Linked DNA regions of Oryza sativa: region 2 is linked to region 1. A link is a contact called in public ChIA-PET data. All regions are on one chromosome and are shown on one strand. Each heading gives the region's core, a stretch centred on a gene start, on an enhancer-like site or on the middle of the called end of the contact. The rest is flanking DNA. Distances are from core to core; before and after follow the strand shown. Region 1 holds the start of LOC4327676 (jacalin-related lectin 19). Region 2 holds the start of LOC4327678 (vesicle transport v-SNARE 13).

Region 1 (5,237 bases), core at 1,473-3,972:
GCCGGCATATAACGGAGCAATTAATAAATAGTTCCAAATGATGGTATGAAATGATCTGAATCAATACACATAGATGCGTATCACAAGAAGGCAAGAACGGTTAATCTAGCGCACCGGAAGGAAGAAGCTAAGTACAGGTAAGAACCAGGGGGGTAAAGAAGGCACACTAGGCGAGTGATCAAGCAGAGAAGAACAGAGTCGTTCATGGAGCCAGCCTCATGGACACGCGCGCGCTGCGACGACCTCAACCAACTCAGTAGCGCAGGTTGGCGAAGAGGAGCGCCACGGCCGGGCAGAGAACGGCGGCGACGACCGAGGACGAGACGGCGGCGGCGCCGGACGTCGGGCTCGGCGCGGGCCCATCGGCAGCCAGAGCAACCCCGGCGAGGCAAGACACCGCGGCAGCGACGACGACGACGGCGGCGCGGAACATCTTGGTGGCCATGATCGAATCGAGAAACGTCGCCTCGGATGATCTGTACAACACCAGGGCTGCTTGAATGCGTGGGGTGTGTGTGTGTGTGTGTGTGTGTGTGTGTGATGAGGCGCAGGAGAGCGCGCTGTTATAACTGAAGAGGTCTTGGTTTCACAGTCTGTCTGCCTGGCCTGCCTACCCCGAGACAGCTCACGAGCAAAACGACCGGTGTTCTTGGTTTAGTGTTTACAAGAATTACGTGTTCTTGGCTTTTTGCAGGTGATGGCTAACGGAATGAAACTCCGTAGTACTCATTCCCGAATTTAACATTGCACTGCTGCGAGTGACAAATACACGGCGATGGCATCAAGAAATTGAAACGAAGAGATTTAGGTTCTCAAAGACGGATTTCGAGCAACAGTATATGAACCTTGATTCGATCATTCGATTGAGCCAACTCATTCGAAGGCGACGAGAGTGGGGCCGCACACCACATGCGATCGATCGTTGCCGCCGCGCGCGCGCAAAGCGTTCGGTGCTCCCCCCCCCCCCCCCCTCCCCAATGATGGCTGCTCCGGTGGGGCGGGGCGGCCGTCGCCCTCATGCCTTGCATGGTTTGGCGCCGTTTCGTTTGATTGATCCCCTGTTTCGTTTCACTCATCGTCCAGCCGCCTGTCCGAACGAAGTTTTCTTTCCCTCGTGAATTGCTCGTCAGACCGCAAGATCAGGCAGGCGTGTTCAGGAACAGCTTGACCTGCGCTCAACCGAAGATCGCAGGTGAACCCGACGTGAACGGAACAGTTCACAACTCACAAGTCACAAAGAGTTGAGTTGTTGGTTTCATCTCATTCTGCAGAGTGCAAGCTAAGACGTTAAGGCTGAAGCAACAGGCTAGAGAAAAGAAAAGAACAGCTGCCATGTCCTGATCCGTTCAGTCAAAGCTAGTAAGCACAAATAGACAGATAGTTCACCTGACCCTGAGCTACTGATAATTGACGTAGGAGCAAAGTTAAGCTGCTGTCCGGATACACCATAATAAGAGGTGTCCAAGAATCTTTAGAGCACGGCACAAGGCCCCAGCTAACAGTGGATATGCGTTGGAGTGTCCCGCATTCCTGAAAATATAGCATTTGAGACTTTGACAGCGTGAACAAGAAGCTGATTGGGTGTCCATGATTACTCAGCGAAGAAACAGTGGAAAACATATAGCTGCTAGAGTGTCAGCTAGTCTGATAAATTTGCTATTGGAAATGAGCCGATTCATGCCTAATGACAGGAAGATTGCGACGCATTGGGAGCCTTGGGGGTTGCTCGGTTGTAAAGTGTAAACTACCACTACTGGATATCTGAATTATATAAGCAGGTGAGCTGTGCGGTGTGCATAGCATTATCATTCGCCTTCTGTTGTGTTTCCAATTGGACTGTTCTTGTGGACGTCCACCTGGGAGATGGATTCTAAATTTCACCATATGTACCTTTTTCCCTGCAAACTAAATTGTTATGAAAAAAATATTTTTTATAAGATAGATTAATATATCACTTTACAAACAAGCAAGTTAAAATCCACCTTGCACGAGTTGTAACAAAAATAACAAAATAAACTCCAACTAGTATATTACATATTATTTGTTACAGGTAGTATATTTATAGCTAAATTTGTTATTTTTTCGAACCTTTAGAAGTTAATTTTGAACATGCATGTTAAGTGATATATTACATATTAATGTATCTTTTTTTATTTTTTTTTTAATTATTTAGTTGACATGGAAGAAACATATGAACATCCACCCGAATACTTCAAAGAGTTTTAAAAGAGTTTCTATGTTCTTGTGGCCCTGTCCTGAAAGTGTTTGTTAACCGCGAAAATCTGTACCGTAGCTACTAGCTAATATTCCCCAGAATGTTGGTTCAGTAGCAATAAGCACAAAGCAACAGATACGACAAGAGTTTCTGATTCCTCATCAGCTCGTCAGTCAGTCTACGACGCTGCTTATATTATTGAACACAGAACAAAAGAACTTATGCTTGCAAATTCAGATAAATTAATCCATAGCAGATACGGGGAGTGATACCGGACAAACTGATCAGTCCTAAGTTCAGACCAGAAAAAGTTTTTGGGAACGAGAAAATTCCAGGTACATACTCCCTCCATCCCAAAAAAAAACTCGTGTACAACGTTTGACCGTCCATCTTATTTGAAAAAATTATGAAAAAAATTTAAAAAAAAGTCACGCATAAAATATTAATCATGTTTTATCCTCTAACAACAATGAAAATACGAATTATAAAAAAATTTCATATAAGACGGGCAGTTAAAGTTAGACACGGAAAATCATGGTTTGACTTTTTTTTTTGGGACGGAGGAAGTATACGCCAATCATTTGATTCTTCCCCACCTAATATGCCAGAACCCAATCACAATCGCTCAGCATCTTATTCGCCCGCTCCAGCCATACCTGCTTTATCTAAGACCCGAGAACACTCAAAGTGATTAGCAGCAAAAATTCAAAAAAAAAAGTGATTAGCAACAATGCTGAGGTTCTTTCAAATAAACAATGCTAAGTTTCTTGCTGTCCCAGGACCCAGATGAAGCACAGATTAAAGTACATTATTATGTGCTAAGGTTTCTTGTTGCCCCAGGTGAAGCACAAAATTAAAAGAACATCATGGTCTAGCTTGTGCTATCCGGTATCTAATTCTTTGTACTCTCCACTTACCTCTTACAAAAGTGAGTATTTCAGTTCTATATAAGTGCACTCTCCTACTTGTTAACGAAAAATAGTACACTCCTACTAGGATACAACCACTTATCCAGGTGCTTCCTGTTCTTCTCCGAATTTCAGGTGACAAGCAAGTCAGTCTAATGGACATGGTAAGGCACATCAACTGTCGTGGTCTCGAATTCTCGATCGTGCTGAACATTTCTGACGACGAACGCAGCTGAACACAGTTTTTTTTCTTGCTCTTTCAGCAACCGGGTCATTACCAGCAGAGGAGGATGGTTGCTTCGAGCAAGGCCATCAAGGTCGGGCCGTGGGGAGGCACCGCCGGGAGCCCGTGGGACGACGGCGCGCACCGCGGCGTCCGGAGCATCGCCCTGACGTACGGGCGGTTCCTCGAGTCGATGAGGGTGGAGTACGACAGGAACGGCCACCCTGTCCACGGCGAGAAGCACGGCGGCGGCGGCGACGGCAGAACAAGCCGCACTGCCGAGGTGCGTGCGTGCGTGCGTGCTCCGGTGCAAGTCAGCTCATCTACCAAAAAAAATGTGCATCTCTCTGAATCTCTCCCTCTCTCTCTGATCGATGCAGGTGAAGCTGGACTACCCGTACGAGTTCCTGACCGGCGTCGGCGGCCGGTGCGGCCCGGTGGCGCACGGCGGATCGACGGTGGTTCGGTCGCTGACGTTCCGGACGAGCACGGGGGCGGTGCACGGGCCGTTCGGGGACGCGTCGGGGGACGGGGTGCCGTTCGAGTACCCGATGGAGGGCGGCGTGGTGGTCGGGTTCAGCGGGAGGAGCGGGTGGTGGCACCTCGACGCCGTCGGCCTGCACGTCGCGGCGCTGCGCCCGGAGACGCTCTGCGACGTGGTCCAGGAGCGCGGCGCCATGGCGTACCGGTCTTTCGTCTACGGGAACGGCGGCAGCAGCTCGGGAGCGCATCAGCTGCAGCAGAAGAGGAAGCCGTTCGAGTGGTGCTACAAATAAGCAGACAAAACGATTCCTTTTTCTGCGGAATAAACAGTGATTGATTCGTAACTAATAAATCGAACTACTGCGCGGTAGTCACCAGCAAGCAGCAAATTACACACTAACAAAAACCTTAATCTTGTCATCACGAGAAGATTAGCGTTGGAAGAAACATTTCACGTCGAACACATTATCCGAACCAGCGATCAACCAGACATACGTCGTGACCCAAATCGGCACGACGGCGAAAGCCATCACCCGTGGCCCAGTGTCAGCCGCAGGGGTAATTCGTAGCTCGCGCTCTTTTGTCGAAACGTGAACCTGTTGTCCCTCGTGGCAGCTACCCACGCCTCGTTCGGTGCTCTCGCGTCACGTGGACCGTTGGCTCGTGGGCCCACCTGTCAAAATACTCTACGGGTGGAAAGCCCAGGACTCCTAGGCGGCTAGGCGCACCTGCTGGCCGCTCAGCCACCACAGCTTTCAAAATCGCTATTACCTCCCGATTTAATCCTCGTTTTCCTCCCAAATCGCCAGTTTAACTACGCCCACAGGCATCGGTGGCAACAGCTAACAATAGGTTAATTAAGTGCTAATCAAAATAGTAAGTCTAATTAATTACTATACTTACAATAGAAACTGCTCTTCCTACCCTCGCGTCCTTTGGCCTCGTCTCACTCCATTCTCATTTCCCAAAGACCGCAAAAAAATTTTCCTTCCATCGCTCGCCGCATTTCCCTTTCCCCCTATGCGGATCCGCTCCCTTGCATCCACCGCCATTCCCCGCGTCTGATCCGTCGTCGTTGTGGAGGATGAGGGAAGGGGGAGCGGGCGAGGGGCAGGGCGCGGCCGTGGATGAGGCGACGGGGTTCGAGGTCGGGATCGTCGTGCCCAAGCTCTACCGCGGCGCTGCGGCCGGGTGCGGCGAGGTCGAGAACTGCGTGGCGCGGCTGGTGCGGGAGCTGGAGGACGTAGGGCTGATCGTCGAGCGCGTCCGCGGCGTCCCCGCGGAGTTCATCAAGGTCCGGTGTTTTTTTTTCTTTTATTATTATATTTTGAATTCCGCCGTTTGGCACGGTGGCCTGATTTTGAATTTCTGAGACGAGGAGGCGATTAGGGGAAAGGGAGCACTACAC
Region 2 (4,578 bases), core at 1,797-4,296, 40 kb before region 1:
CCCCAATGATCCACTTGTTCCTGTCCATCCTCTTTGACATTGCCGCCAGGATCTTTTTACTCTTGCCAACATTATCATCAACCCCATGCAACTGTGAGAAAAATGACGCCATTAACATATATGAAATAAGTAGACTGCATTGCATGATTACTGTTGCCATTAGCTTGCAGCTAAATCTATTACTGTTAATGATGTGAATCTTGCTGCAAATATTTTGGATAGCACATTTTTTATACAGGAATTTTCCAGTATTCACTTCAACAATGAATCGTCGACCATGGCTTTGCATGCATATGCATCGTCTACTGTTTGCTCTTTGCATTCAAGAGTATAAACAATGAAGTACTTATATTTTGTTTTAACTTGTAAGTGGTTTTTGATGTGGTGGTTGGTAGGTTCCTTTAGGCCTTGTTCGGTTAATCCCCAAGAGGGAGGAGGGATTGGAGAGGATTTATTCCACACCTATTGTAGAATCACCTCCAAACCAAACAAGGAATTAATTGGGTCAACTTTAAAAGCCAAGCAAAAGGCAACCTTAACTTGCTAAAAAGCCAATTCTCCAAGATAGAGCAAAGCAACAAATCTAGAACCTAAGTAATAGTATTCCTATGCCATATTTACCTGTAAAACCAGACAACACAGGATGGTTCAAATAATAAACATAAGACATGCCCAGAAGACGAATGAATATGACATTAATAGGAAGGCAAATCCAATAAATGTGTAAAAAGGTTATGACAGAATACGTACAGTAGTATGAGCGTGCAGCAGTGACTGCCGTTGTTGATGAAGATCCTGAAGAATTGACACACCAAGTTCTTCTGTCTCCAATATGGTTCTTCGGCTCTCTTTAATCTTATCATTGGACTGATTCAGTCTTTCTGTTGTCATCATCAATCTTCCCCTCTGATCAGTAGACGCCTGATTTACATAATAATCCCAGTTACAACATGAAAAACAACAAAAGAAAAAACGGCATTAACTTTGAGAGAATGTTTAAGAAATCAGAATCAATGTAATGCTGAGGCATTATGATATAAGATATTATATCAGCAGAAAAATATGACGGACAAAGAATGCAAAGGTAGCATTCCCAAAAGCTTTTCAACATCCAGGAATACATTGGCTGGATAATGTATTCATTTCGCAAAAACATTAAGCAGATTACTGAAAGTAGAAAGGACAGTTTCTGAGGGTGTTAACTCCGATTTCCTATTCTCCTGACAGATCAGCATTTTTTTTTAATCAGAACAACGGATATTCATCAAGGACCAAATTGGACCACACAAATTTGACAAGAAACAGTTCTCACTACTCATGCGACTACAGAATTGTACCATGAAGATCAGAATGGAAATATCTTGTATAATACACATCTGTCAATTGTGTCCACATTAACAAATGAATGAGAAAATTATGTAGGAAATTTCAAAACAAAATAGTTACAGAGAACTCATTGAGATTGTGTGAAATCTGTAGTACAGTTGATAATGGTGACAGTAAGGGTCCAGATCTGAAAATAAACCACAACTGGAAATAAACTGATGATATACACTCCTACTGAATTACAACGTTGCCATGTAACAGACACAAAAAACACATATAGGAAAAACCTTGAGTGGCAAGAACATGTTACAAAATGAAGCTCTCATTGTTTAAAGGTTTTAAATACAATGAAAAAACTAAAATCCAGATTGCACAAATATTAAAATATTTAAATACCTTATTCTAACTGAAGTTCAGCATAACACTATTAATCACATACCAATACAGAACTTAAGAACCATTAAATTGTCAGTGATACATACATAAATGGTACAGATTTGGGGAAAAAAAAAGAAAACAACCACCATTAATTCAGCCTCAATTAACCATCCAATAACAAGTATCACAATTAAAAAAATATAAGTACAGCTAGTATCAGTGATTATGAGCTCATGAATGCTACCTGTCAGTCGTTTGTGCCCGTGATATACGTAAAACACCTATTGTGATATAGATTAAAACTACAAACTACAGCAACACAATGGACAAACAAAACTAGATGCTGCCAATTATTAAAATCTGCAATATGGTCAAATTGAGCTAGTAATACAAATCATGGAGCTCACCGCGAGAGTGTCAGCCAAGCCTGACTCAAGGAGCTCCTCCCGTGTAGCCTGCCTTGCATTGGGCGCCGAGATCCTCTTAAGCTCACTCTTGAGATTGTTGAGGTCAGATTTGTACTCCCTCAGCTTCGCAAGCAAACCGGCCTTCACGCTCGGTTGTAGGCTCCTCGCCTCCAGGTCCATCTTCCGAATCTGTATGCACAAACCCATACAAATAAAACGTTAAATACTGCACCTGTACCCCAGATGAAACATACATTTACACCGTTATAAATAGCAGGTATCTACTAAAAAGTATGCATCCGCATATCAAAATCACCAGCCTTTTTTAACTGCTAACCTACCGCAGAATGTAAGTCAATACTAGAATGGTACTCCTCATAATGATGCAGGTTAGGGATCCCAAAGAAATGGGTTCGATATTTACCAGCGACTCAGCCTCCTCCACGCCGGACTGAATCTCGGACAGCTTCTGCTTCTTTTTCTCTGCAGAAATCGGACACCCGATTAGTCGTACTCCAAGAAAAGGGGGAAACTCCTCCGCGTAAGATCTCGATGGCATATCGGGATTAGACTAGAGGGGATCGGTCGGTTACCTCCATCGAGGGCGGAGGCGGTGGTGCACTTGCGGAAGAGGGAGGCGGACACCTCGCAGTACTGCCGCTCGTAGCCCTCGAACACCTCGCTCATGGCTGCTCTGCCCCCCTTCGATCTCCTCTACCCCCGCGAAATCCGCCGCCGAAATCGAACCGCTCCGCGGCGGATGCGATTCACCACCAGACGCAGCTCCCCGGCCTCCAATCGAGCGGATGGTCGGGGGCGAGCTCGACGGCGGGCCGATCCAGGCGAGTCGGCGACGGGGAACTCGGCGGAAGCTTCGATTTTGATCGGGTCGGGATTTGGGGATTTTGGGGTGGGAGAGAAGAATAAAAATAGGTGGATTAGCGGAGGCGGCTTCGCGGTCGCATTGTGCGTGTGAGTTGGGACACTGCGAGGTGGGCCCGCACGATTTAGTAGTAGTTGCCGTGTCGCTAAGCAAACCGGGGCCCTCGTCACGGCGCGTGGTGGGCTACGGTCTTGTTGGGCTTAATACAGGGCCCATCTGATATGGCCCAAATTGTGGGAGAGTCCAAACATGGGAAGTGAAGGCCCAACAAAGGTCTGAAGTATTTCAAAGGAAAACGTATACTTCGATTCCCTCAACTATCGCCTGAATATGATTCATATCCTCCAACTACAAAACTGGATATATCAACTCCTCTAACAATCAAAACCGGTGTAAACTATGTCTCTTGGTGGTTTTAGCTGATGTGACGTCTATGTGGCGGTCTTGGCCGGGTTTTTGTCCTACTTGGCATTATAATAAAATAAAAATAAAAAAAATATGTGGGACCCACATTTCACCCTCCCTCTCCTTTCCTTCCTTCTTCCTCCTCCTTCCTACCTCTCCCTTTTCTCTCTCTCTCCCCCTTCTCTTCCCTTTGGGCGTCCACGGGGACGGGGGCGGCGAGTGGGGATTTGGAGACGAAACACAGGGGCAGAAGCGTAGGCGGACGCGACGACATGGGGCGAGCATAGGATGGGGATAGCGATGTGATGTTCGATTCATGAGGAAGACAAGTGGTGGTGGTTGGGCGGCTACACCGACGCGCGTGTGTTGTGGAGGAGCGGTGGCGGCGCCGACGCACATAGGAGTGGGGCGCTGCCGGCAACCACCTCTGCCCTTTGCGTGGAGGAGGAGGCGTCGGTGGCGGAGGGAGGCAGGAAGCGACATGGGGAGGATATGACGGGGACGAGGAGGTGGTGGCGGCGGCGGCGGCGGCCGAGGCTGTCGCCGGGGGTGGGGGCGGGAGCGGGAGCGGGAGCGGGATGGGGATTGGGGGAGGGGGACGGGGAGGCGGTGCCGCCGAGCTTGTGGGCGCGCTGGTGTGGCCGCGTGGGGCGGAGAGAGGAAGGAAGGATTAGGAAGAAAGAAAGGAGAGGGAGGATGACATGTGGGTCCCACAATACATTTTTGTGTGGACGATATATGGTCCCACAATTTTTTTATTTTTGTTTTATTACAATAATGCTACGTAACGTAAGCGCCACGTAGGACAAAAACCCGGTCGGGACCGCCACGTAGGCGCCACGTTAGCCAAAATCACCAAGGGACATAGTTTGCATCGGTTTAATAGTTGGAGGAGTCAATATTTCCGGTTTTGTGGTTGGAGGACTGTCATGGTTATGGATACCACATAATTAATAGTAGTTGACTAAGCTCGGTAGGGCCCACCACATACCATGTCTTATACGGAATCATACCTCGTATACATAAGGAGTTCCGGATAAGGAATGACAAATAGAGTTATATATGGAAACTATCAGGACTACTCGGATTGTATCCATATTGGTCTCCCTAGTTCTACTTGGACAAGGGGACACCTATGGGTATAAATACAAGCCCCCTAGGAGGAGATGGGACAAGCAA

What was found. ChIA-PET counts read pairs in DNA pulled down with a chosen protein or histone mark.
Region 2: an H3K9ac ChIA-PET map of seedling shows a contact between it and region 1, with 8 times the contacts expected there. The contact joins the promoter of LOC4327678 here to the promoter of LOC4327676 in region 1. A contact is called at or near these places in 1 of 15 Hi-C or Micro-C datasets (an unstated tissue) and 3 of 4 datasets of contacts at active chromatin or transcription factors (leaf and seedling).

Annotation. Positions count from the first base shown.
Region 1 is chr1:29,910,307-29,915,543 of ASM3414082v1, reverse strand. LOC4327676 (jacalin-related lectin 19) reads left to right here and starts at 2,722. Exons shown (of 4, transcript NM_001409232.1): 1 at 2,722-3,143; 2 at 3,259-3,287; 3 at 3,387-3,629; 4 at 3,727-4,177. The coding sequence starts at 3,279. The coding sequence ends at 4,122. It overlaps LOC4327675 (anoctamin-like protein Os01g0706700), which reads left to right and starts at 4,773. Exons shown (of 16, transcript NM_001409234.1): 1 at 4,773-5,123. The coding sequence starts at 4,914.
Region 2 is chr1:29,951,226-29,955,803 of ASM3414082v1, reverse strand. LOC4327678 (vesicle transport v-SNARE 13) reads right to left here and starts at 3,046. Exons shown (of 5, transcript XM_015766359.3): 1 at 2,705-3,046; 2 at 2,536-2,594; 3 at 2,112-2,300; 4 at 751-921; 5 at 1-91. The coding sequence starts at 2,798.